Regions from separate parts of the Mus musculus genome. Here all the other regions are linked to region 4. The links are chromatin contacts, called in public promoter capture Hi-C maps. All regions are on one chromosome and are shown on one strand. The core of a region is the stretch at or near the end of the contact, and the rest is flanking DNA. Distances in the headings are between cores, read along the strand shown. Region 1 holds the start of Ambp (alpha 1 microglobulin/bikunin precursor). Region 2 holds the start of Tmem268 (transmembrane protein 268). Region 3 holds the start of Col27a1 (collagen, type XXVII, alpha 1). Region 4 holds the start of Orm2 (orosomucoid 2).

What was found. Promoter capture Hi-C pulls out the DNA fragments that hold promoters and counts their contacts. Capture Hi-C pulls out chosen DNA fragments and counts their contacts.
Region 1: a contact with region 4 is called in a promoter capture Hi-C map of liver, with 7 times the contacts expected there. The contact joins the promoter of Ambp here to the promoter of Orm2 in region 4. A contact is called at or near these places in 23 of 39 promoter capture datasets (the 3T3-L1 cell line, 3T3-L1-derived adipocytes, the C10 cell line and 14 more), 1 of 15 datasets of contacts at CTCF or cohesin (pro-B cells), 16 of 484 Hi-C or Micro-C datasets (the C10 cell line, the HL-1 cell line, the N1E-115 cell line and 8 more), 2 of 115 datasets of contacts at active chromatin or transcription factors (double positive thymocytes and trophoblast stem cells) and 3 of 9 other capture datasets (adipose tissue, embryonic stem cells and macrophages).
Region 2: a promoter capture Hi-C map of liver shows a contact between it and region 4. The contact joins the promoter of Tmem268 here to the promoter of Orm2 in region 4. A contact is called at or near these places in 15 of 39 promoter capture datasets (the 3T3-L1 cell line, 3T3-L1-derived adipocytes, the C10 cell line and 8 more), 3 of 15 datasets of contacts at CTCF or cohesin (the NIH/3T3 cell line, embryonic stem cells and pro-B cells), 28 of 484 Hi-C or Micro-C datasets (B cells, CD4 T cells, CD8 T cells and 20 more), 13 of 115 datasets of contacts at active chromatin or transcription factors (the 230-238 cell line, CD8 T cells, bone marrow-derived dendritic cells and 8 more) and 3 of 9 other capture datasets (adipose tissue, liver and macrophages).
Region 3: a promoter capture Hi-C map of adipose tissue shows a contact between it and region 4. The contact joins the promoter of Col27a1 here to the promoter of Orm2 in region 4. A contact is called at or near these places in 15 of 39 promoter capture datasets (the 3T3-L1 cell line, 3T3-L1-derived adipocytes, the C10 cell line and 8 more), 1 of 15 datasets of contacts at CTCF or cohesin (embryonic stem cells), 3 of 484 Hi-C or Micro-C datasets (embryonic stem cells, liver and pre-B cells), 8 of 115 datasets of contacts at active chromatin or transcription factors (bone marrow-derived dendritic cells, bone marrow-derived macrophages, embryonic forebrain and 5 more) and 4 of 9 other capture datasets (adipose tissue, liver, macrophages and 1 more).

The regions. Positions count from the first base shown.
Region 1 is chr4:63,150,648-63,156,968 of GRCm38.p6, forward strand. Ambp (alpha 1 microglobulin/bikunin precursor) reads right to left here and starts at 3,525. Exons shown (of 10, transcript NM_007443.4): 1 at 3,295-3,525; 2 at 1,937-2,079; 3 at 807-883. The coding sequence starts at 3,408.
Region 2 is chr4:63,556,077-63,562,481 of GRCm38.p6, forward strand. It overlaps Tmem268 (transmembrane protein 268), which reads left to right and starts at 2,687. Exons shown (of 10, transcript NM_001356354.1): 1 at 2,687-2,881; 2 at 4,836-4,919; 3 at 6,364-6,405.
Region 3 is chr4:63,213,943-63,220,285 of GRCm38.p6, forward strand. It overlaps Col27a1 (collagen, type XXVII, alpha 1), which reads left to right and starts at 1,470. Exons shown (of 61, transcript NM_025685.3): 1 at 1,470-1,939. The coding sequence starts at 1,884.
Region 4 is chr4:63,358,066-63,364,227 of GRCm38.p6, forward strand. It overlaps Orm2 (orosomucoid 2), which reads left to right and starts at 4,384. Exons shown (of 6, transcript NM_011016.2): 1 at 4,384-4,538; 2 at 4,879-5,021; 3 at 5,229-5,299; 4 at 5,853-5,960; 5 at 6,097-6,162. The coding sequence starts at 4,422. It overlaps Orm3 (orosomucoid 3), which reads left to right. Exons shown (of 6, transcript NM_013623.3): 6 at 1,252-1,441. The coding sequence ends at 1,332.

The DNA of each region.
Region 1 (6,321 bases), core at 2,275-4,774, 210 kb before region 4:
ACTCTAAGTCCGCTCTTGTTTCCTTTTCTCTGTCTCTCTCCCTCCCTGGTGCCTGCCCTCTCTTTTTTCCTACCTTCCTCTTCTCATTCCTCTCTTCCTTCCTCCCACCCTTCTGTTCTCCTCCTCTCTTGCCCACTAACTCTCCTCCCCCTCCCCAGTTCCTGTTCTTTTCTCCCTCTTTTATTTAAAAGCAGAGTCTAATTTAGCTCAGTCTGGCCTTTTAGCTTGCTATGTAGCCAGGGACGACTTTGAACTTCTGACCCTTCTCCCTCCAACTCATTGCTGAGAATATTAGCATAAACCACCATGGCCAGCTTTCCTTTCTTCCTTCTTCTTTCCCATCTGTCTGTCTTTCCTTCCTTCTGTTCTCCCTCCATCACTCCCTCCACCTGTCTTTCAGATGACCCATGAACTCATCTGCCCGTTCATTTGCTTACTATTGCGCATGCACTCAATCTCTCCCGTGCTCACCGTCCACGGCGTGCATCCCACACACAATGATTTGGCACACACAGCACAGTTAACAGACAGTTGCTAAATCTCTGAGTAAATTTGGGCCCATATCCCTCTGCCACAAAACACAAGCATGGGGCTGTGGGGTGGGGAGCCGTTGATGTCATCCTTGGCATTCTGCACCTCTCCCAGTTCTGGTCATATGGTGACTGGGGGGCTGTGGGTGCCAAGATGGCAGTGATGCAATTGGGGGAAGGATGGATGACTACTTAGATAAATGGGAAGGAAGGCTGCAAGGGTGGAGCGGGGAGAGAAAGGGGAAGGAAGAGACAGTGGTGTGTCCTCTCACTTACTGGATTTGTGGTAGAGGAACTTTCCATCGATGTCCGTCTTCTGGTACGCCCCAGTGATCTCCTCACAGACACCTCTCCTGGCAATCATAAAGCCAAAATTTCCAAATATCTTGCTTCATTGTCATCCTAGCCCTTGGAAATCCCTCTTTTGTACATGAGGAGCAGGGAAAGGGGACAGGTTCATGTGTCCTGGCAGTAACGCCATGGTTGTCATTGCTGCACATTACCCTGGTGGCAGTGATGAACTGGTGTTCAGCTTTCATTCACTGTCTAATGTCCCTATCCAGGACATGGAGATCACACATCACTGACCCTCGTGGTTGTCATAGGGATCTCTCAGCACTTCCTATGGGTCAGGGGTACGCTGTAGAATTCTCTTACTCTTACACAACCACTCCTTGTCCTGTGAACAACACTTGTGCCATATGCTGGGGACACAAAGGAAAGTCTCAAAGGCCTGTGCTTGCATGGGGCTTGTAGTGATGTGAGACAGGAAGTCCATCCAGGGCCAGACACACACGCTGTATTGAGCAGTATGTAGAAGAAATGGCATGGAAACAGTATGTCCAGGACTCACATACTTATATATAATAAATAAATAAATAAATCTTGAAAAAAGTCTTTGTGGTTGCTAGGTGAAGACTGGATCAAAGGGGAAGACTGGGGTTGAAGGTGGGAAGGAAAGTAGATGGGTTGCAGGAGACAGGGAGGGAGGGAGGGAGGGAGGGAGGGAGGAAGGGATGGATGGATGGGCAGATGGAGGGATGGAGGCATGGATCACAGTGGCAGCAGTGGAGAGAGGACAGGTGGGAGAGGGGGAGAACATGATAGACTGCACAGCATCAGGGAGGAATGGACAGAGTCTACACTTCACCCTAGACCCACTGGCCTGAGGCTCTCCAGCTAGGTCCTTGGGGTAGTTGTTCCTTTCCTCAGCCAAGGGAGGAATACGCAAGATGGGGGAAGTTGCACAGGAAGCCTAGTGCTGGAGACACAGTCCTTGAGAGGCTCATGAGACATCTGCTGAGGACAGCCATGAACCTGAGGCTCAGAAGCAAGGTCCTAGCTGAGGGTCCCAGGACAAGATGGGGGTACCAGGGAGCCTGGTCATTCCTGTGCCCCCCACTCACCGCCATCGAGTACTGGTCATGCTGATCTCTGTTTCTGTCGCCCCCTCCTGCAGCACCAGCGTGCTCACGCTCATCTTGTCCTTAATGCGGCTCAGCCACGGGCAGGTGGATCCCACCGCCAGGTTGTACCATTTTCCATAGATCTAGGAAGAGCCACAAATCTGGATTTAACCAAGCCCTTGAGGAGATGTGTCCACATTTCCCCTCCTTCCTCCAAGGACCAGCCCTTTAAGGGACAGTGTCTCAAGGTGACAGTGGAGTTCCAGGTACAGCATATTTAGGGCAGAGGTGTGCAGAGTCCCCCTTCCTTACACAAGGTCTGCTCCACAGAAGTAAAGTGTCTGAGATGCCCCTGTGAGTAGGTAGAGTCCAGGTTGCATATTCTGAGGTCACCAGCTATCGCTGCCTTGGAAAATGAAGCTTGGGTTTTACACCTTTCATGGCAGTGTCTGCCACCTTGTGAGGCAGCCAGCGGAAGTGCCATGGAGACCCTACAAACCTGGTGGGACCTTCTGGGACCAGTCAACCACCTCTTCCTCTTGACAGCAGTCAGATAGAGCTGACCTTCCAGCCCCTGGACCTCCAGCACACCTGTTCCTTGTCCTAAGGTATAGAAAATCACCGGGAGTGTTCTGAAAACCCCTCAGATAGATCATGGAGACAGCGTTGAGGTGGACAGGGTCCCTACACAGACAATTTTATGATTCAGGACAAAGCTGGGGTTGCTTTGTTAAGAAAGAAAGAAAGAAAGAAAGAAAGAAAGAAAGAAAGAAAGAAAGAAAGAAAGAAAGAAAGAAAGGAAGGAAGGAAGGAAGGAAGGAAGGAAGCATGTAACTCTACAACACACACACACGTACATGCAAGGGCATGTGTATGCAAACAAAAATATTTGCACATAGACACATATGCATAGACACATAGTGACATGTCTGCCACAGGCCAAGGTGCCCTTAGACTCACACTTCGTAATTTCCCCAATCCCATCAACCAGTGTCCTACCTCTCTTCCTCACACAATCCCACAAGCCTGTCCACAAAGCTCACAGGTTCATGTCCACCCTATGCCACCTGCCATATGTGGATTCCTCTGGGGACCCATGAGGACAGCGCAGATTTGGAAGGCACTAGGCTTACAGGGGGCCCCAAAGAATGAATGGCAGGTGAGGGAGCTGTATCTTCAGAGAATCTCAGAATAACCTAACAGCCTGGCCAGGAAAGTCTCCTAGAGATTGAGATGCCATCTACAAGATAGGAAAGATGAGTACTCCCAAGACAGGACAGGCAGGCCTTAGCTGGCAAGGCCCAGGAGCATGGGCATACCACCACTGTGATCACCTCTGCCAGAGAGGCCAGCCTTACCCGGGACTCACTGAAGTTCTCCTGAACCTGGATATCTGGCAGTGTTGACGCAGGGTCAGCCCTCGAAGCGAGGCAGGCAGTCAGCAGCAGGAACAGGGTCCTGAGACCCTGCATGGCTCTGTGGTCTTTGGTCTTTGATGTCTCTCTCACAGCTCAGTGTGGGAGCAGGGATTACTTCCCCGGCAGTGGCAGCTACAAACTGAGGCTGGGGAAGGATCCGGAGGCAAATGATGACCTTGGTGTTTGCTTTGCTCAGCCAAGGCCAATCAGGGTCTTGGGCCAGCTCTAATCGATCCCTACAGCCCAGCCCAGGTCCAACTCTGTGGACAGGAAGCCATGGTTACTGACTCTGAAGGGACGTTGACCAAGCACAATAGAGTTCAGACCCTAGAAAGGTTTCATTAAAGGTCAACTTTCCCCAGGGAGAACAGGGGATGGGGCAGTCAGGCAGTGTCTGGCCTGTCCCTCCAGTTCTTCCCCCAAGATCTCAGAAGATACAGGTAGCCTGGTTCTGGCTTCTTTCTCATATAACAAAACTAAGGCCCAGGGAAGTTGGCTATAGAGCAAAGCATCCTTCCTCCCAAGACTCTCCCTCTGGTCTCCAACCTCTCATAGCCATTAAGATAATCAGGACAGGGAGAGATGCTATCCCTTCACCGAGCCACACTGGTTTCCCACAGTGAAACCATCAGTACCCAGATGAACCCCCAGGCTCACCTCAGAAGCATGTGCAGATGCCTTTCACTGATATAAGTTTTCACTCTCCTGGATTGACAAGACCCACTAGGGCTCCACCGTAAGAAAGGGAACAGAGCCTCCAAAGCCAGGCAGCTTCCTGTGGTCTTCCTGCTGTGTGCGCTTGAAAAGAATGCTGAGCCCTCTGTGCTCATTTCTTCACCAATAAACGCTGTTAACACAAGTACCTGGATCCTAGCTTTGGGGTGAAGGTTGAAGGGGTGAATGCCAACAGGCAACAGCATTGTTCTTAGGGTGTGGTAAGAGTTGAAGGGTCATTGTGACCTCCGTAAGATATATGTTCCTGTCGCTCCAGTTGCTCCAGAACCATCAACAGGATGATACTTTTAGACTAAACCAGTTCAAGGAAGTTTGGAGAGAGGACACACTTTGTATCATTCCTAATGATTTAGGGTTTTTTATAACAGCGCCTAAAGAAGGTAACACAGTAACATTTTGATTTAAAACCTGCAACATTTTTTTTTTTTTGAGACAGTGTCTTATATAGCTCTAGGCTGCCCTTGTACTGGATTTGTAGCCAGCTCTGCCTTGAATATCTGACCCTCCTCATGAGTTCTAGAATTACAGGCATGAACTACAGCTACACCTGGTTTATGCTGGGGGGTGGGGGGTGGGGGTGGGGGGAGTTAAACCTAGGGCTTCCTGCATGTTGGACAAGAGCGCTACCAATTGAGCAACATCCCTAGCCTCTAGATTTATATACTCTAATGGGAGATTTTTAAACCCACATCTGTTTGCATCAGAGCTCCTCCCGTCCATGGTGCTATGATCCCTCTCCACTCTCTTCTCTCTCCTCCAGGGGTTCCAGCCATTGTCCTTCCTCCTCCCTGATTCCCTCACGGCACACTCCTTCATATAGCAGGCAATCCCTGTTAGAGCTGAGACCAGAGAGCCAGGGTCCTGCACGTGGAAGAAACAGGGGGTCTGTTCCACAGTCAGTGTACCATGCTCCTTCTGTGAGACCCAGCAGACACAGTTCCCTTTTGCTGGTATCCAGAGCACATGTGTGTCTGTCTGTAAATGAGAGGGTTTCCCATGCACCATAACAGACAGCTTGGCCACGGATGGAATTTCCTTTTTTGCTCTGGCTGCCAGGAAGCACAAAACCTCCATACACATTTCAACACAGCAACTGTCTTGGCTTAACTTTCTGGCATAGTTGCCTTCTTTTGTGTTCTTGATTCTCAGACATTTTTTAATATATAAAAATAACATTTATTTGTTTGTGGGAATAGTTTCTGCAGGAATACATGTGCCACAACACATGCACTATAGTGGGGGTGCTTGTGGAGGTCAGAGGACAACTTGAAGGAGTCACTTCTCTCCTTCCACCATGTGGGTTCCAGGGATGGAACTCAGACAGACAGGGCTGGCAGCAAGCACCTTACCCACTGATCCATCTCAGCAGTACAGTCTCTCAGCCTTTCATGGTTGGCTAATGGTAGGCATAAGGTGATGGAGAGAGAGGGAGGGGAGAGGAGGAAGGAGGAGGAGGAAGAGGAAGAGAAAGGGGAGGAGGAAGAGGAGAAAAAGAAGGAGGAGGATGAGGAGGAGAAAGAGGAGAAGGAGAAAGAGAAGAAGAAGAAGAAGAAGAAGAAGAAGAAGAAGAAGAAGAAGAAGAAGAAGAAGAAGAAGAAGAAGAAGAAGAAGAAGAAGAGGAGGAGGAGGAGGAGGAGGAGGAGGAGGAGGAGGAAGAGGATGAGGAAGAGGAGAGGAGGAGGAGGAGGAGGAGAAGAAGAAGAAGAAGAAGAAGAAGAAGAAGAAGAAGAAGAAGAAGAAGAAGAAGAAGAAGAAGAAGAAGAAGAAACTGAGCATATTGACTCTGTTCTGTGGGAGCTTGGGAACAGCCTTTTTCTTCTGTAATCTATAAACTAGAGAACAGAGCAGTTGCCATTTGGATCACTTGAGGACACACTTGAAAACATTCTGTGAATGTCCATGGGCACTCCAGGGTCTGTCCCACTACCTGGGCTACATGTATTGCACCAAAATGACCTCTCACGTACATATAATTTCTTTATATTTTATGTTCATTGGTGTTTTGCCTGCATGCACATCTGTGTGAGGGTCAGAAGCCCTGGGACTGGAGTTACAGACAATTGTGAGTTGCCATGTGGTTGCTGGGAATTGAACCTGAGGTCACTGGAAGAGCAGCCAGTGCTACTGCTGAGCCATCTCTCTAGCCTCTCCCAAATGACCTTTCTGAACTTGCTGGCAGGCTGGAAAGCCTAGGGCACTTGAGGGGACCCCAGCTCTGATCTCAGACTATTG
Region 2 (6,405 bases), core at 1,437-3,936, 200 kb after region 4:
GGCAAGGACAACAGCTCTGTGTCTAGTTCTGTGCTCTCACCTGCTGTCATATCACATCTCATAGTGGAGTTTACCAGGTCACACCACTTCCAAGAGTTGAACAGATAGGGAGCCACTAGCGGTGGTACCTTTTATAATAAATACGTTTTTGAATAGTTTGTGTATTAATGCATTAATACTAATTTAAGGTGTTGATATACATGCTGTATACTCCATGTCTGCAGTAGTATTAGATTGCATAAATTAGGAGACAGCCTTAGAGGGATGAAGTTCACTTATTCAAGGACAGATAATTAGTGGCAGAGTTGCATTTGAATGTGTGACTCTCAGCTCTTGTGAGCCAGAGCTGCTGTGTGATCTGATCAGTTTGTTCAGCCCATGGCAAGAAAGCTAGAAAGTCAGTGAATGTAACTGGCAGCCCAGTTAGCTCTTCAGGTGCTCTCTGAAGCTCCCTCCGATCCCATCTGCTGCTGCTGCTGCTGCTGCTGCTGCTGCTGCTGCATTTCTGGAAATTCTGTCCATTCTGGGGAGAATTCTTTTACTTCATCCATGTATTAAGATGTGTTTAACAAAAGCCTGTCCGTTGGGCACTGGGTAGCTATGTAATGGCCTTAGGACTCGAAGTTTGTGCTGTCAGGGAAAGAATGAGCCAGTGGTCATAATAGGGATAACTGTAGGTTGAATGGGAACCAGTGAGGAGGACAGCCCTTGGCCTAGGGCAGGACAGGGCTCTCAGAAGTAGGGCCCTGTCACCCAAGACCCAAGAATAGGCCGGTCAGGTGATGAGAATGGGTTTGGCACTGATCTTCCAGATGGACAGGGAAGACCTGAGGCAAACACTGGGACCTGGAAGTGAAAGAATGGAGGGCAGGAGGAAGTGAGAGGTGCTCTATTTATGGAGCTTGGGGTTTGGAGAGAGGGCAGTGACTCATCCGGTGTAGGCTGCAGGTAGTGCACATCGAAATCCTCACAAATGCCCGAGACTCCCATCAAGCAGTCACTACTAAAGTCAGCTCTGCAGTCTGTTTCCCTGGTTGTAATGTCCTTGAATTCCGGCCCCCACCCCCGCCCCTATCCCAGGATTTCAGGTATGCAAACACTTGTGTTGCTGCAAGGGTGCACTTGCTAGTCAGAACACTAAGTACTCAACGTTTCGCCCTTGCAGCCTCTCACATCAGCAGGAGTCCCTGACTTTCCTGAATGAGTGGGCAGAGCTGTCCAAGCACACAGGCAGCTACATAGTGCACCAGTACAGCTCTGTCCGCCGCTTCCCAAGTTCCGTTTGTGTACCTGTAGGAGGCTGGTGTGTCGACCTAAAACTGCTGGCCCGTGGAGAGTGAAGACAGGCTGGTGGGAAGGCAGTAGGGCATCTCTGACATTGAGGAGGGTTGCTTCACAGGCAGGGTTGGGGGTGGGGCGGGGCTAGGCCACAGCTTGTTGCTGTTTCCTTTTCAATAGCCGGGTCAGCATTTAGAAGTCTCAGCACCCTTGGGTCTTTTGTTCCCAGGCCTCTACATTACTGTTTAGCAAGTTGATCAAACTACATGGGAGGCTCCCACGAACTGTTTTCTACTGCCCAGGGCAAGGCTGGCACAGAGCAGGTACTCAGTGCTGATTTGCTCACAGATAAGTTCATTTTCAGTAGCCTGCCACCTTGATCCTCACTTGTCCCCGTGGGCACCTCCATGGGATATGCTAATTTGGGTTTTCAATTCATTCTCGCTGCCTGGAAACATCCTGCAGGCACATGTAAGTCCTGTGGTCTGGAAGTCCTCAAGAGTTGTTAAAAGGAAGAAATGTGTTTGTGTCTCTCTGTGTGTACAAGACCACTTGTAGAGACAAGGGCAGTGGCATGTACTGCCCTAGTCCTTCCTGTAAGCAAGGGTGGGAACCACCTGTGCATTCATCGATCCCCTGAAAAAGAAACCAGGCTGTTGGTGCAGCAACCAAGTGCCCACCGTCTTTGTTGAAAGACAATGTTTGGTGGCTAATAGGATATAAACACGTACTCCAAAGAAAAGTACATGTAGTTAGCCAGGTCTGCTGTTGTCAGAACAACCCACCAAGGTGAACCCAAGACTAGTGATTTACCTGGAAAAAGAAGCAGGCCATCACAGATCCTTTTAAATCTCAAGGAGCGGGGTGTGCAAGTGTGTGTTTGAACACCTCACACATTATTTCGTAAAGATCTCACACAATTTCACAGCACTGTCTCAACTAAAGATTTTTAAAGAAAACGCAGATACAAAGTGGAGACTACACCGACGCTTTCAATACTGAACACCGTTTTTCATTAAAAACAAGCCTGGAAGAAACTTCTGGTCCCGAGTGTGCCTCATGCATCGGATCCCATGACTTTGTCACTCGGGACAGGCCTCCCCGCCCCGCTCCTTCACTGCAGGGACGAGCTCAGATCTCATGCACGTGGCGGGCGCAGGGCCCCTACCGGCGCCCTGGGGGAGCGTGGCTGATGAAACGCTCCGGGCTCGGCCCGAGAGACGCTCCTGCCGTAGGGCGACTCGGCGGAGACCGGCTGGGGCGACGCGCCCCAAAAAGGGCGCGCGGGGACGGCGGGGGCGGCGGCGCCGGGACGCCGCGGCGTACAAGGGGCATGGAACCTCTGACCCTGAGCGGCCCGGGCGGCAGCGCGGCGGTGAGTGTGCGCGAGCCGTGCGCGTGCCCGCGCGTCCGCGCTCCCGCGCTCGGGGGTTGGGGCCGCGGGGCCTGCGTGCGCGTCCCTCCGCTCAGGCTCGGGTGACCTCTTCCCGCCCCACGCGTCAGGCGTGGGATCTGCAGGGCAGGGCGGGTGATTTCTGGGGTAAAGGAACCCCAAGGCCAGAGGGCAGAGATCGGGGAGCCTGCTGCCCAAGCCCGAGGCCAGGTACGGTGGGAGACGCCGGGCCGGGCCGCGCCGAGCCGGCTTTCTGTTTTGGCTCCCTCCGGGTTTGCTCCCTGACCTTGGATAGTCGGCTTTCTCTTCCGGGGCTTAATGTTCTCATCATTGAAATGGGGCGTTTGAACTCCTTGTCCAGCCAGGTTTTTCTGCCCTAAACTTTTGGGGGACTGCTGCTTCTCTGATGTGTTGGACTTGCATTGTAATTAATGAAGCTGAGTTAGAAGAAGGAAATCCATTTTTTTTTTTTCTTTCTTTCCTTTCAGGATATGTTAGGCGCTCAGATGTTGGTGAGGCTGGCAGGCACTGTGCAGAGATGAGACCTCTTGGGGGCTTGAGTCTGCACAGCCCGCAACTGGAAAATCTGGTTGCAATGTGGGTTCCCAGAGGAACTCGGTCGGCAGTCACTTGCTCCCTCTGTGCTTTGCTTACCATGGTGTGGGGCTCCCTTACTTGTGTGCTGAAGATTGGAGCAGAGCTGAGGAGGTGGTAAATGGTTAGCATTTGCCATTGGGGTCCTGCCTGACCCCTCATGGCCCTGTAGCCTCGGTACTTGGATGAGAATGTACACGGGGAGCCCTGGACCCATCCTGACCTCTGAGTCGAGTCCATTCAGTTCTGTGTGGCTCCTTTCAGTCTCCTCCTTGGCGAAGCAGCCCATTTAGGCAGCCCAGGGAGTCTGTCGTCCTCCACCTTTGCTGCCTAGTTTCCTCCTCCTCATCTCTCTGGCAGTTCTGAGTGTGTTTTCCCCAGTGGATGGTGATCCCTGCAGGGGAGGGCTGAGCAAACGCTCCATGTTCCACTCCTGGTTTTACAGTCCAGGGGCTGGCCCTAGAAGGTTCTCAGGGAATGTTTGTGGCATAGGTTGATGACAGCTACCTTCTCTCAGTAATCAACCTTTTCCCAAGTGTGGATCTCATGGACGTGGAACCCATAGGGCAATCCTAAGTGTCTGTCCTTGTCTCCTTTCCAGGAAATGGAGGCAGAGAGAAGTCTTGTTACCTTGCTCAAGGCTACCCAGGTGGGAAGTGGTTGGGCTGGGCAGGTTACTTTTAGCCAACACACACAAACTTGGGTGTGTGACTGGAGTCTGCTGATTGGGTCTCTGTGGGCAGCTGAGGGGGCTGATGTGGGTGCTGTGATTTCTGCCCCCGACACAATGCTTCATTGTGGCATTTTGCAACCAGTGGATCCTTCTGTGCAGCCCCGGGCTTGAGCAACTCCAGTCTGTGTCAGCTCCTCCCAGCCTTTTCAACACTCCAGTGTTGGGAGGCTTCACCGAGAGGGCCTGAGTCCTCGGCCAGGAGTACAGATGTCAGGGTTGGGTCTGCCTTGTGGCCTACCTAGCAGTTGCTCAGAGGCAGCAGAGGGGCGCAACCTTGTGGCCATTGTGCCTCTTGGGTCTATAGAAAGAGCAGGCGCACTAAGATAGGCTGGTAAGTACTCCTTTGTTTGAGACCGCTGTTGTGAGTTGGACTGAGCATGAGCCGCAAGGAGACTCAGGCTGACTGGACTTGGTTTCTATATCACTGCCTAGGAATTGTGGTTTCTTCTGACCCACTCGAAGATGATTCCATGAATTAGCTGGAAAGGAAGCCAGCCCAAGCGTGGGTGCTGAGGGCTGAGACCCTGGAGTCACTAAAATCCTTCTCCCGACTCTTTGGCTGATAGCCACTCAGCTTTGGAGAGAGTATGTCTTGACCACGGAACAGGAAACCCATGTTGAGGAGAGAACGGAATCTGGGCTGTGGGCAGAGTAAGGGGAACACTGCCATTGTAGACGCTCCTGCCTCTTCATCTGGCTTTTTATAGGGGCACCTTGGGGTAGAACTTGGGGAACCAGGCTTGGGCAGCAAGTGCTTTTTACCCTCGGATCCATCCCCCTGACCGCAGATCCTTCTGTTCTCAACAGGAGTCCCCTCCCCCCATTTTCATTTTGCAGAGCATCCCAGCCTTGTGCAGCTGTGCCTGTTGAAATCTGGAGAGAAACAGTGAAGAAGCCAGAAGGTTCAGTTCCTCCCTGAAGGTCAGCGGGCAGTGGGGCTTGGGGGCCAGTTTGGATTCAAGTAGGTGTGTGTCATCTGTATGCTTCCTGCCTTCCCCAGTGTCAACCTCCCTTGGTAGCACATGAATGATCTAGAGGATTTTTCTCAGGACTGGTGTGCTCTTCGTGGCATTTAATAGGACATGATCTTTCTTGGGACACGTGTCACAGGTGGTAGCAGATTGGTGACTCAGGAGGTCAGCAAAGGAGCCCCCATAAGGAGCATTCCCACTTTGACTGATGATAATGGCTAAAGGTGGATGCTGGCAGCACTGGCCACGCCTCCGGGACCCTGCAGAGCTAACTGCAAAGCCAGGGCTTGCTCTCCTTCTCAGTAGAGCGTTTAACTGCCAAGGTTTCCCTGCTGGAAACCTCTGACCACCTGGAAGCCCCAGCGAGCAAACCCTTGCTTCAGTGAAAGCGGCTGTCTGTAACTGCTTTCTCCTGTGACCAGGAGAAACTATCTTTCTTTTTAGGAGGCGGGGTTTACCTGGTAGCTTACACCTGTCTGCAGCTCACTGTGTATCATAGGCTGGCATTAAATGTTTGATCCAGTTGCCCTGCCTCGTGCACTCCTCAGAGCTGGGACTCTCAGCATATGTCATGAGGCTGGACTGAGAGTGTTTTGTTTTGTCTTTGAGACAGGGTCTCACTGTGTAGCCCTGGCTTGCCTGGAGCTCACTATGTTGACCAGGCTGGTGATAGATCTGCCTCTGCCTCTAGAGTGCTGGCCTTGAAGGATTTAAAGAGCTAATACACATGGAGTGTGATATCTGTTCCCCATGGCCTTCCCGTGATTTTGATTCCTATGTCCATTGATTCTTGGTAGTGGGCCTCTGTGGGGAGAGGTCTGATAGATTTGAAGAAGCCTATTCGAAGTTCTGAGGATGAGTGATGTATCCAAGTTTACACAAGTAGGAGGCTGTGGGGCCACAGTGTGAATGAACCCTGAACATGGACTTTACCCCTTTAGAGAACTGGAATGTAGTCAGACTGTCTGCTAGTTCTCCTCTTCATGCTTGTCAGGACTTTTTGTGTGCAATCTGTGTTTCCTGTTCCCTGGTTTCGGTTTGTACATCTTGCAGAGCCTTGTACATGTAAACAGAGCTGTATATATGTGAACAGGCCTTCCCATAACGAACATAATACCTGTCCCAGGCTTGTTTGCCTGGGCATCTCAGGAAGGAATGGGTGGTGTCTGGTGTGGCTGAGCTGGAGAAGACCCTATGCTAGCTAGTAGGGAAATTCTCAGCAGAGGCCAGAGGAAGGTTTTAGTTCCTTCTTCTTCCTCCGAGAAGTTTCCTCAGTAAGATCGGAAGGTCAGCATTTAGACTCCTTATGGTCCTCCCTGGCCTTTAGCAACTCTGGCCTCCGGGAAGGCCAGGAAGCCAGGGACTCAACTTCTTTCTTTTGTTGTTCTTCATAGGCAAGTGGAGGTGAGACGCTGCCCCAGCATGAACTGCACCCC
Region 3 (6,343 bases), core at 220-2,719, 150 kb before region 4:
CTGCCCCCTGCAGGATGCCTCGTACAGCTCGGCGGAGCCCTCCCCCACTCCGACTTGGGACTTTTCCGAAAGTTTGCTGAAACCAGACACCTTGCTTGACGGTGCCCGCGTGCAGCCTCGATTTAAAAGGCCGCCTTCAGCGCCCCCCTCTCCGCCCCCAGCGGAGACTTCAAAAGGGCCGGCGTCTGTCGCGGCCTCAGCACCTATGAGCCACCCCCCGCACCCGGAGCTCGAGCTGGAGCCGGAGCACGCGGAGTGGCCGCGGCTGCAGCGCAGGGGGACCGGGCCGGTGGCGCAGGCCCGCGCTCCCATGCTCCTCCCGGCGCCGTCGCGCCCTGTGCGCCTTTAGGGAAGGGGACTGCACCCCCGCCCCCGCGCCCGGGGCTGCGGGGACCCATGACCACAGATGCCGTTAGGCACCCGCCTAAGAACCGACCGGCCAGCGTCACACTTGGGGACCCAGTAAGTGCCCTGGGACTCACGGAGCTCTGGGCGTTTGGAGTGCGCAAAGGTGGATGCATGTGCAATAGAGGGTGCAGGTCCTGTATGCACGCCTGTGGTTGCCATTCGCAGAGGGTCGTGTGCAAGCGGGGAGTGTGCACTCGGGGAGCTGCATGGACTGTGCATGTGGGAGTGTGTGCGCTGTGCATGTGCATTTTGTGCGGGTGTGAGCACTCGGGTGGCTGCCTCTGGGAGCGTAGCGTCTGAGATCGCCAGGAATCCAGACATCCAAAGGTGTTTCGCGGAAGTTCAGTACAGTGCGTGGCTGTGTCTGCGTGTGAATGAGTGTGAGTGTTTGGAGTGTGCCTGCGGGAGTGTGTGTGCGGGAGTGTGGTATGAATCGCCTTGTAGAGGCCAGAAGCTAGAGATTTAGTCTCAGGGCTGAGCCGTGCTCGTGAGTTTGAGAATCTGCCTGGGTGTCAGAGGGTGCCGCGTGGGATTCCGGGGAGTCTCTGGTCGGAGAAAATGCAGAAAGGCCGAACACATTCAGCACGCTTACCCACAGCGGTCTTCCACGGAGCTCTAGGGTGCAAGAGTTTCTGCTAAGAGTTGGGAGTTAAGACAGATGGTTGTCGTGGAAATGTAGATGCCAAGTCAAGGTCCCAACTGTGTTTCTGCATCTCTAGGATCCTCTCAGGAGTAGAATTTTCCCCCTTCCTCCCCCACCGCCCGCTATCGAGGATCCTTAGTGTCATTAATCGTAAATTCCTAATCTCAATTGTGATAGATCCATGAGTAGCCAGGAGGAGGTTCTTTTTCATGAGTCTGTTTTGAGATCTGGGGGTGGGATGTCCCCCTCAGGATGGATAGGTGGACGGTCGCGCGAGGCAACCGATGCTGCATCCCTTGCTGCGTCCGGCAGGGGGCAGCAGTTGGCAGCAGAGGGCGGCCCGGCGCGGGGAGGAGAAGAAGGTGGAGAGCTGCGGCGGGCCGAGACTTTAAATCGCCTTCATTTCCCCCAAATCCTTCCTTTTCCTCTCCTCCCCCAGGCCGGCGGGGAGGCAGCTTCCACCGCCCTCCGCGCGCGCTCTCCCGGCCTTGCTCTGCCTCCAGAGACCGCTAGCGGCCCGCCTCCAAAAGTTTGATCATCTCTCTCTCCCTGCCTTTTCTTGCTTCTTCCTTTTCGGTGGAAGCAGAAAAAGAGCGAGGCAGGGGCGAGCGCGGCTCCGGCAGTCCTGGGACCATGGGCCTGGCGCGGGCGACCGCCGGGCTGGGGCCGTGCTGTCCGTCTGCTCCGGCGCCCCTGGGCGCAGGACTGGGCTGGGGGTGCGCCGGCAGCGCGCTTTGAGCCGGCCTGGCGCGGCGCGGCGGGGGGCTGGCGGCCCCATGGGGCGCGCCCACACTTGCCCCCCGGGCTCCGCAGCATGAAGTAGGGGCCTGCCATGGGCACGGGATTCGCGCGGGGGGCCCGAGGCACAGCGGCGTCAGGACCCGGGGGGTGAGTACAATCCCAGGGTTGCCCCCGATTCAGCTTCCTGAACCTCGGATGTGCACAAGAGTCTGGGGTTCCCTGCCGCACCAGACGCTCGCAGAGTAACGTCAGCTTCCTGTAGCTTCCCGCCAGGCGGGACGCCAGGGGTTAACAGGGGCTGTGCACCCCAGGCCGAGCTCTTTTGAGACTAGGACCAGCAAGGGAGGGTCCGCGCAGAGCCAGACCAGCGATCCCAAGAGGGGTCTAGTGGCAGTGCTCAGAGTGGCAGGCAGGGGGCAGGGGCCGGAGGAGGGAGTCTCGGTGTCTGCAGGTCGCGGGCTTGCATGGCTTTAGTTCCACTGTCCTGTGAATCAAGTTTGTCGGTCGTCAGGTCCGGGTGTCTGTTCCTGGCTCGGCCTCGGGTTCTGCACGTTCCTGCATTTCCTAACCTCTCTGCCTGTGTGAATGTGTCTTCTTGGGTCTGCGTACCTCAAACTTCCCAGCTTCTCCCGGGAAGCCTGCAGTTCCTGTCCCTCTCCTGAGTAAGCAAGGGGTGAGAGCCAGCTTGTGGGAGCGGAAAGGCCCTGGGAGATCACCAAGTCCAACCTCCTTGTACAGATGAGGGAACCGTGGCCAGAGAGGGGCCGGGAATCTCCAGGGCGGGGCCCCCGCACACAGGGGCACCCCACAGTTGGGATTCCCAGCTTGTGCAGAAGTTGTAAGAGTGAGGGATTCAGTCACTATGTGTGGGTGTGTGTGGGAGAACGCGGTCCAGAGGGGCCCTGTGGACTATATCTCAGGCACAAGGCTTGCCTTTCCATCTTGCTGGTACTCTAGGGCTCCCAGAAGAGGTTGGCCAGAGTTATAGTACCGCCCACCCTCTCAAGAAACGCCCCTTTGAGCTGGAGCCAGGGTGATGAGGCGCCCCCCTTCTTTTCCATGTCTTGGAAAAAGCTGGCTGTTTGAGATTCCCCCACACCCCCCACCACACGCATTCGTATACACAGGGCACTAGTGAGCACATTGGTGACTCATTTTCTCCGGGAGACCCTGTGCCAGGGCAGATGCCAGCGGTTGGGCAGTGTGGTGGTGCCAAAGAGCACCCCCTGCCTCAACGGGGCCAAAGTTTGAGGAAGGCAAGCAGTACCAAAGCCTGCCTGCCCTTCTGGCCGTACATCCTCAAGCATCTACCCACCTCGGCTTCTTTGCCCTACCCTGGCTCCTTCTTGCCCTTCCTTGCTTCTACATTGAGAAGTCCTCCCTCCTGGGCAACCATATGCCCTGTTGCTCTTGGGTGAACACTGGGCTCTGGGATCTTCGTTGAAGTAGCCTATAATCCATGCCTTCCCTTGTCTCTGCTTGTAGCCCAACATACTCCCCTGATATCTTGTTGGCAGTTTCTTTTTTCTGATCTCAGTGCCCAGGGACCTTCTAAATGTCTCCATGGTCTGGCCTGGTCTGACATGCAGAGGAGCCAGTTCTGGGCTCACTCACTTCAGTGGAAAGCAGACTTTGGAGCAGAGCATAGGAACCTAGCAACAGGCAGCTTGAATTCAAGTCCTCTATACTGGAGTGTGTGCTTGGCCAGGCCTGCCACCTCTCTGCTTCTCCTTTTTACATCACCAAGGTGAGCTCCAGCCCTCCCAGCTGGCAAGCATTTGTGAAAGTTAAAGAAGCGTGCCCAGGAAGCGTAGAGTAAATGTTCAGTAAACCACAGCTGCTATTTGTATCAGTGCTTGCTGCTTTGTGAATGAGTGTGAGTCAATGGGAAAGTTCTGGACCGTATCCTGTCCAGACAGATGACCTATGTGTGTGTGTGTGTGTGTGTGTGTGTGTGTGTGTTCCCATGGAGGAGGTGGAAGGTGTGGAGAAGGACCTGGGTGTGGCTGTCTTGGGTACACAGGGTCTGATGAGGCCACAGAGGCAGGTGGGACGGGGACAGACTCACGCCCTTCCCAGCCAGCCCTGGCATCACTCAGTCTGTGGTAGAGCAACTGGGGACAGCATCCACACATCTGCCATCCTCCGAGGTTCCTATGTCTTCTGGGCTTGGGGGGACCTTGGGCCTCCCTGAATGCTGAATCTGGGGTGGATTTCTGAGTCTCCAGTGTTTCCAGGAAACCAGTAGGAAGGGAAAGCCACACAGATAGAAGGCAGCTTCTAGCTGAGTCTCTGAACAGGAACAACCCTGGCTACTCCCTGGAGGGTTACATGGTCAGAAGAAGTTGTGTCCTTCGTGGCTCACATCTGGGAGCTGTCCTTATGAATTGATCTTTCAGATACCTTGGAGCCCCTCCATAGCCAAGCCAAGGTCTGTGAAGCTGTAATGAAAACAGAAGCCAGGGAGAGCAAAGCCTGCCCGCGAGCCGGTGAAGCCACCAGCATTATTAACAGTAGCCTAAACAGCACTCGAACAGTAGTCACACTGCCGGGCCTCCTTCCTTCTGCAGCCAACTTTCCAGGCTGGAGCTTACTCACATAGATGGCTCCAGGGCTCCTGGTTGCATCTCCAATCCTACTGAGAAAGCTGAAACTCTGGTCCCCAGCAAGTAGCAAGTCTCTAAAAGTATTCACTTTCTCCTCTAGGGAAAACAAATAAAATGTAGGCTTGTTTTGACTGGCTGTGTGGCTTTGGGCTAGTCCCTTCTCTCTGGGCTCTTGTTAACCATCTCTTCAAAAAGATGGCTAGGCATAGAATCTCGCCCCTCGGGATCTTCGAGGTCCTTCTCTAACTGAGGTGTACTGGATACTATGAAGTTTATGCCTCCAGTGTGCAAAGAAGCCCAATTCCAAAAAATGGGCTGCATTTGTGACGGTTTTCTGGGGCTTGGCCTTAGGCAGCTGAATGGCACAAGACAATGGGATTCTGTCTCCAGGATCTTTCTTCTGAGATCTTAGTCTTGTACTCTATTCTAGCCTCTAGGGTGCCCATAACTACAGCCAGAGATGATCTAGGACACATGTGGCTCTCGTGCCTTCACTCTCTCACCTGGTGTTCCTCTGTCATTTGGAAAACATCCAGGACAGGTGCATATGATATAGCTTCGGCAGACTCAAGAAGGGAGGACAGGTTCCCGGGGTCAGGGACCCGGCTTCTTGACTGTGGAACTTCTGGGAACTTTTGGGATACAGGCCTGGTGGGGAAGCCATCTAAGCTTGGATACAGGGGTTGGCTTTTCTCCATGCTGCCTGGCCACTGTTTCTTAGCATGCCTACCTGAATGGGGATGTAATATGGGAAATGCACAAGGTGCTTTTGAAGGGAAGCACCTGCCCTTGCTGGGGCACAGGCTTCTCTGTCAAATCAAACTAAATAGCCTGTTCCCACTTCCCAGGGTCACTGAGGCTGCCCGTGACTTTTGAAAGCCAGCCATGGCAGAAGGCAAATTCAGTGTGTCTGGGCACTCGACCATTAGCAGTTATCCTCAGTTAGTGAGACAGGGACATCTGGCATGTAAAGAGTCCTGATACACCATGTGGTTCCCCATTCACCATGCAGACATGTGACATCTTTAACTGCCACCCATGCATAGGCCTGCTGGAGAAGACTTCAGGGCTATCGTCAGCATCCCAGAGCCCTTTCACCTAGTCACCCTCAGGCTGCAAGTGACTGAAGACTTAATTCAACTCTATTTTAAAAAGGGTTCAGTGGTCATCCCCCTTTGAACAACCTCAAGGTCGATCAGCCTAGGTGTGGTGACATTCACAATAGTTTTCTCATTCTGCCACTCTCGAGTGGTCATGAGACTTCTTACCTCATGCACACACAGAGCCTACAACATCTCTAAACAGCATGTCTTCTTTCAAAAACACAGAGGCCAGTAGAAAAGCATTCTATTTCTCTCCAAATAATTCACCTGGTGGCTGACAGGTGCCAGACTGTGTGTGTCTCACTGGCTATACCTGAGTCACGTTTGCCTTTCCGAACTAGTCACTGTGTGATCCGTATTCATGCAGTGTCTGAACTCAGTGAGTGGGTGAGCCCGGTGGTGTGCTGCACGGTGCTGACGTCATGCTTGCTCTTGATAATAACTCCTACTGGATTTGAAAGTTGGGAGATCTGTCAGGGAAGGAGCTGAGACTAGACTTGCAGACAGTAGCCCTGGCTTTCCTGTACTACCCTGTTCCCCAGGCACACACCAGCCTGGTTTTACTCTTGGAAGAGGAACCTGGCCAGTGTGCCCCAGCCAGAGCCCTTACCACTTACCACTCACCACTCACCCAGCTCAGCTTCCAGCTGCCATCTCCGCCATCTCTGGCCACGTGCCCCAGCCTTCCCTCTACCCTTCTGGGAATCAGATGCCCTAAATGGCTTGGGTGTTCCAGTGGCTGCTCCCACAGGAAGGTGAAATATAATCCTCACCTCTGCCTATCACGGCAATAGCCACCGAGTGAAGCTTTAAGCACTCTTGGATGCAGCAGAGGGGTGGTA
Region 4 (6,162 bases), core at 3,134-5,633:
CCTGAAGAAGGTGAGGTTAAGTAGGAGATTCTAGAAAGCTTGTGGAGGATAAGAGGAAGACCAGGAGGGGTCACTGAGGGAACAGCCGGTGCCAGGATCCCAGGTTTCTTCCTGTCCTTCATATTCACTACCTTTTCAAGCAGGAGTTTTGATTGACATCTTCCATGTCACCCCAACTCCAGCAAGCCCGATGGCTTTGATAGGCAGGGTTGACCCACACTGAGACTCCTTGATGTCCGGTCTACACTTGTGCTGAGGGAGAGGCGACATCAGTTTTGTTTTTCACCCAGGCGAAGCCATGGGATCAAACAGTCACCTTGCATGTAGTTTAAGATACTCAATGCTTTTGTAACTTCATTCTCTGGTCACCTGAGCCTTTCCTGGCATCACCAGCCCCAGGATTCCCCGGGAGAGGTGCCTGCACACAGACACTGCCATTGAGCCATTTCACAGCATGACTTCCCCACCCCACAACCAGTGGGGCCAGTAGACTCATCCTGCACCTGTGGACAGAAGTGTTTAGATAATGCCTGCCCTTTGGGGGATTCTGCTCACAATCAATGGGGTGAATAAGCCGGAGCTCAGAGATGAGGGACAACTTACCCTAGACTAGTGGTTCTCTAGGATGGGTCTCAACCTGTATGTCAGATGTCCTGCACGTCAGGTATTTATGATTTATAATAGTAGACTAATTACAGTTATGAAGTAGCAATGAAATCATGGTCGGTGATCACCACAACACAAGAAACTGTGTTAAAGTTTTGCATTATTAGGAAGGCTGAGAACCACTGTCCTGCCACTGCAGGGAGCCATGGCAGATCTAAGACACATCTGGTTGACACTACCGTGCCATTGTGACCAACAACAGTACTCCCCCCAACCCACCTTACAATAGGTGTATTCATAGCTAGTGTGTGTGCATGTGTGACTGTGTGGGTACACAAGCATGCTATAAGACATGTGTGGATGTCAGAGGACACCTGTGGGCTATGTCCTCTTCTACCATTCTCTCCTGGGCTCTGGTTAAGGCTGGGTTGGCTTCAAGCTGCCCCTCAGGCTTACCTACCTTGCCATTTTTTTTTGTTGTTCTGTCCTGTTTTTTCTGTTTTGTTTTGTTTTTGTATTTAATCTTGCAGCCCAGGCTACTCTACTGCAACTCATAGCAATCCTCTTGCCTCAGTATTCATCAACCCTGGTGTGTGCCACCAGCCCTGGCTTACTCACTCTGCTCTCCTCCCTGATATCTTCCAGGACAGGTGCAGTGAACAGGAAAAGAAGCATCTTGAGTTGGAGAAGGAGACCAAGAAAGATCCTGAGGAAAGCCAGGCATGAACTCAGCTCTCTGGTCTCCTTGGGCTGTCCCCATGTGCACCACACCCTACCCCATCCTGTGCACTTTGATTCTGTCTCTGTAACAATAAAGGTTTGCTGACACTGTCAATATCATTTCTTTGCTCCCTTCCTTTTCCTCCCTCCCTCCCTCCCTTCGTGGAGAGTCTTGAGTGGAGCCTTAGCTAAGTCCAATAACCCCTGCCCAGGGAATCTGAGAGGGCTTCCTGGAAGGGGCATCTGAATCAGGGTAGAAGGAACTGACAGAACCCGATGCTCTTGCTAGAATCCCCAAACACTTTAGGGCATGGATGGGGAAGATGAGGCAGGAGACCCAAGCAGCAGTGAGAAGGTGTGGGGAACGCAGGTGTCCAGTTCCTGGCACAGGTGCCTTCACTTCAGAAGTGCCACTCTAACCACTGAAAGACAGGTGACTTGGGAGACAGGAGGGTTCATGTAGATGCTAACACGATCAAGCTTTAAAAGGCTAAGGCTAGGTGTCTTGGTATACTTAGGCCTTGGCTAAAGGGCCTGGAAGTCTCCATGAAGATTCCTCAGTGTCCCATGGGGGACACTGTGAGATGACACTGCTTGCCTAGAGGCCAGCTGACATCGATTGCACAATTGTGACCGGAGTTCCTGAGGCACAGTCCACCCTGTGGCAAAGACAGAGTCTGAGATCATCTTTACACTTGACTGGATTGGCAGTCCCCTAGGGGATGTATTCCGTGTGTGTCTGTGAGGACATTTCCAGAGAGCCGCCACCCTGACTGTAGGCAGTGACATTCCTCGGGCTGGGATGCCTCACTTAACCAAAAGCAGAAAACAAGCTGAGCATCCACAGATCATCTCTGCCTGCTAAGCTTATGGCTGTCCTGACTGGATGCAGTGTGCCATGGTAGACTGTGTCCTTCCTCACCAGGAAAGGCACCTGATGTAGCACCCTGCTCTGTCTGTCAATGCACTGGGGCAGAGTGAATCACAGTCATGGCCACACGCATGCCCAGAGTCAAGCTGGCCACAGGCATAGTGTGCTATGGAAGTCTCTGGAAAGAGACTCTGGCCTGTGGCTTTGTCACACACTTCCTGCTGAGTGTCCCCCACTGTTTCTGGCCTGGGAATTCATGACAGGCCTTGCTCATCTGGCCTCTGCAGGCAAAGGACAGGAGAAGCAGGGGAGACAGATGTGAGCAGAAGCCTAGGCAGACTCTGGAATGATATGCAGCAAGTACCCTGGGGGAGACCTTAGCTGGGTGTCCACTTCCCTGCCTGCACCCTCGCCTTAGAAACCCCAGGCTCTGGATACACAGCACAGCCACAGGTAGCTTTGGGGATATCTAATCAGTTTCTTAAGTTCATTATTTTCCATCATTTGCTTTTATAACAAAAATAGATATTTATATCTGCCAGTGTGTGCAAATGTGTTTATGTGCACGTGTACGTGTGCGCCTGTGTGTAAGAGACATAGCAGAGACAAAGAGGCACAAACAGAGAGATTATGATATCTGGCGCACTGCTAACTTGGGACAGAACATATCATTGGTGCTTTTGGGCTCCTCATGGTTATGCTTTTTCTCCTCTGGGAAGAGATAAACTTTCTTAAGACTGTATAGATACAACAAAACACATATGTTTTGGGGCTCCAGCTCAGCAAGTTCTCCTAGGCCCTGTACAGCCCACTCCACGGCAGGGGGCTCTCAGGACCATCTGTGGCCCCTTCCTTTTGCCCTAGGTGATCACTGTCACTAACTTGATTAATATCATTACAATTAGTCTGGAGCCTCTAGAACGCCCTGTAAACAGGCTCATACAACCCCACCTCTGGGCGATCTGCTGGCAATAATGTTGTCGAGCTGCATTTGTATGGTCAAATCTATCAGTCGTTCATTTCTCTCTGTTGCTAAGCAACACCATGCTTGCATGAAATGTCACAACCCATTTCTCATTTTCCTGGTGGTAGGCACTTAAGAGCTTGGGGTTTGTGGCTACTTTGAATAATGCCATTAGAAACATTTATACACATGATACTGGAGGTGATTCATGTCTTGTTTTGTTTTCTTTTCTGTTGGTAGACTAATTTTTAAAGGCAATATGTTGCTCTAATACTTATCAAGAGGGGAAACATAAAATACAAAATGCCACAGGATAAAAGAAGGTTCTCATGAAATTAGAACACAGTAAGTGAATGACAAGTTACTTATCATTAAAACAAAAACCCTGACTACACAGAAACATGAGAAATAGTAGATTACTCAACTGTGAGTGTGTTCTAATATGTTTGGTGCTTTTGATGTTTTGAAAGAGCTCACTGTGATCTCAAACTCCTAGCAATGACTCCGTGCCTCAGCAAGAGTCACCAGGCCTGTCCCTAGCAATACGTTTCGAGAGTGTTCATTATGTAGACAAAGATCAGGCTATATCTATCAAGCAGGAACTAGAACCAGATATTTACTGGATCCTGTGCACAGACCCTGGATTGGGCACACACTATTCTAGACAGATCCTTTCCTGCTGTAAATACTGGGAGCTTTGCTGAACTACATTTTCAACTCAGATTCACCCCTCTTTTTTGGGCATTCGGCTGCCTCTAGGCTGTATAGGGGTCCCCAGGAACATCACACTCCTTTGGAAACTAATCCATCTTTGTCCTTGGCCCTTAACTTGAGCCCCTAAGTGTCTTCTAAGTTCACTATGAACCCTGACCAGGGACCCCTTCATAGCCCCCTTGGAGGGGTGATAAACGAATAGGTCTCACTCCTGCTAGGCAGCTTCATGGGATAAGACAGGTATGGGACCCATGACTGGGATCTAAGTATTATCAGGCTAGCCCAGTATCCACCTTGACCATGAATCAGCCACTCTGGTGTAGGGCAGGAGTCTGTGTCAGGGCCGGCTGGCCGAGGGAGCTGCACAAAGCTGGCTTGAGAGAACATTTTGCGCAAGACATTTCCCAAGTGCTGGGGAGAATGTGCCAGGGCTCTAGAGGCCCTGGCTGCAGTCCCATGCCCTCGCCACATCTATTATAAAAGCCACTGTACCCTCCATCCACCAGTTATCTCTTCCAAGCCCTGGTGCCTCTGAGTGTCCTAAGCATGGCACTGCACATGATTCTTGTCATGGTGAGCCTCCTGCCGCTGTTGGAAGCTCAGAACCCAGAACATGTCAACATCACCATAGGCGACCCTATCACCAATGAGACCCTGAGCTGGGTAAGTGCCTGCCCAGGACTTGGACGTGAGCACTTAAGGAGGCTACTCTTTCCTCTGGGCTTTCCCTTCCCTGATGTCTGTGCTCATCTCTGGGCTCCTGGTACTGCCCTTTCCTCTCCTGGAGACCTGGTGGCACCCCCTGCCTCCAAACCCAGAAGCATCACTCTGAGGTCTCTCAGCAGGGGACAGAGCAGTAGGATGGCTGATTTTTGAGTTGCCCATTTGAGCTTCAGTCTTCCCATGTATGGTTCAGAAGCCATTGCTTGCTTGCCCCACAGCACGGCTGAGTGCAATGTTCATACTACAAGCCCTACTCATCTGTGTGCCTGCTTCTCCCCAGCTCTCTGACAAATGGTTTTTCATTGGTGCGGCTGTCCTAAACCCTGATTACCGGCAGGAAATTCAAAAGACGCAGATGGTATTTTTTAACCTTACCCCCAACTTGATAAATGACACGATGGAGCTTCGAGAGTATCACACCATGTGAGTTCTTGTAACAGCCAGCCCACCCTGGCCCTGGCCTCCACTCCCAGATGCCTAGAGACCTGAGCAAACTGGATCTGCCTGGCCTCCCCACCCACCTTCTGGAATGGGGACAGCTTTCTTGTTTACCTGCCTCTTGCCCACTCCCCACCCCAGTTTAGTCAGATCACCTCTCCATCAGTTGTCCTCTGTCTCTTTGCTTTCTAGAGATGACCACTGTGTCTATAACTCCACTCATCTAGGAATCCAGAGAGAGAATGGGACCCTCTCCAAGTATGGTAAGGGTTGGAACTCACGGCTTTCTGGGAGCGTATTGCAAGGGTACAAGGGGGCAGCAGAACAGGGGAGTTAGGTCTGTGAAGTCACTCTCTGAGGCTTGTAAGTGGACGTAGATTTCAAACTGGAGTCCAGCTGCCAGGACAGACTTGCTTTGACCATTCTTATGATCTTTTGTGAGCTCAGAGGGGAAACCCATGGTTTGGGAAACCAGTGACTTCAGCCAAATCCCCAGGTCACCAGGGACAGCATGGGGGGAGGGCAACTGAATACTGGTGGGCCAGATTAGATACTCTTAGGTTTTAATTGTCCCTAAGCCAATGTTTTAATGTTTAAGGGGAAGTGTTAACTATGCCACACCACCAAGGGCCCTTTCCAAGGCCCCAGCCATTCCATACTTATGAAGAATGAGAAGTGAGGCTGCATCCAACAGAGGCTGAGCACATGGCAGCCACAGGGAGCCTCAGGCACTTGTCCATAGCTATGTGCTTCCTTCCCTTGGGGATGGGGACCACAGCATCATTCTAGTGACTCACAAAGCCCTTCATCCTGCAGTAGGAGGAGTAAAAATCTTTGCAGACCTGATAGTCTTGAAGATGCATGGGGCCTTCATGCTTGCCTTTGACTTGAAGGATGAGAAGAAACGGGGACTGTCCCTCAATGGTAGGGTCCTCCCAGACCTGGTCCCCAGCTCCACTGGCCTTACTCTTGATCGTCCACCCACATCCCACATCCCTACCTGGCTTCCCATCTGCTGGACCCTTAGCCAGCACAATCCTGGATCCCTTCTCCATTGCAGCAAAAAGGCCAGATATCACCCCGGAGCTGCGGGAAGTATTCCAGAAGGCTGTCACACACGTGGGCA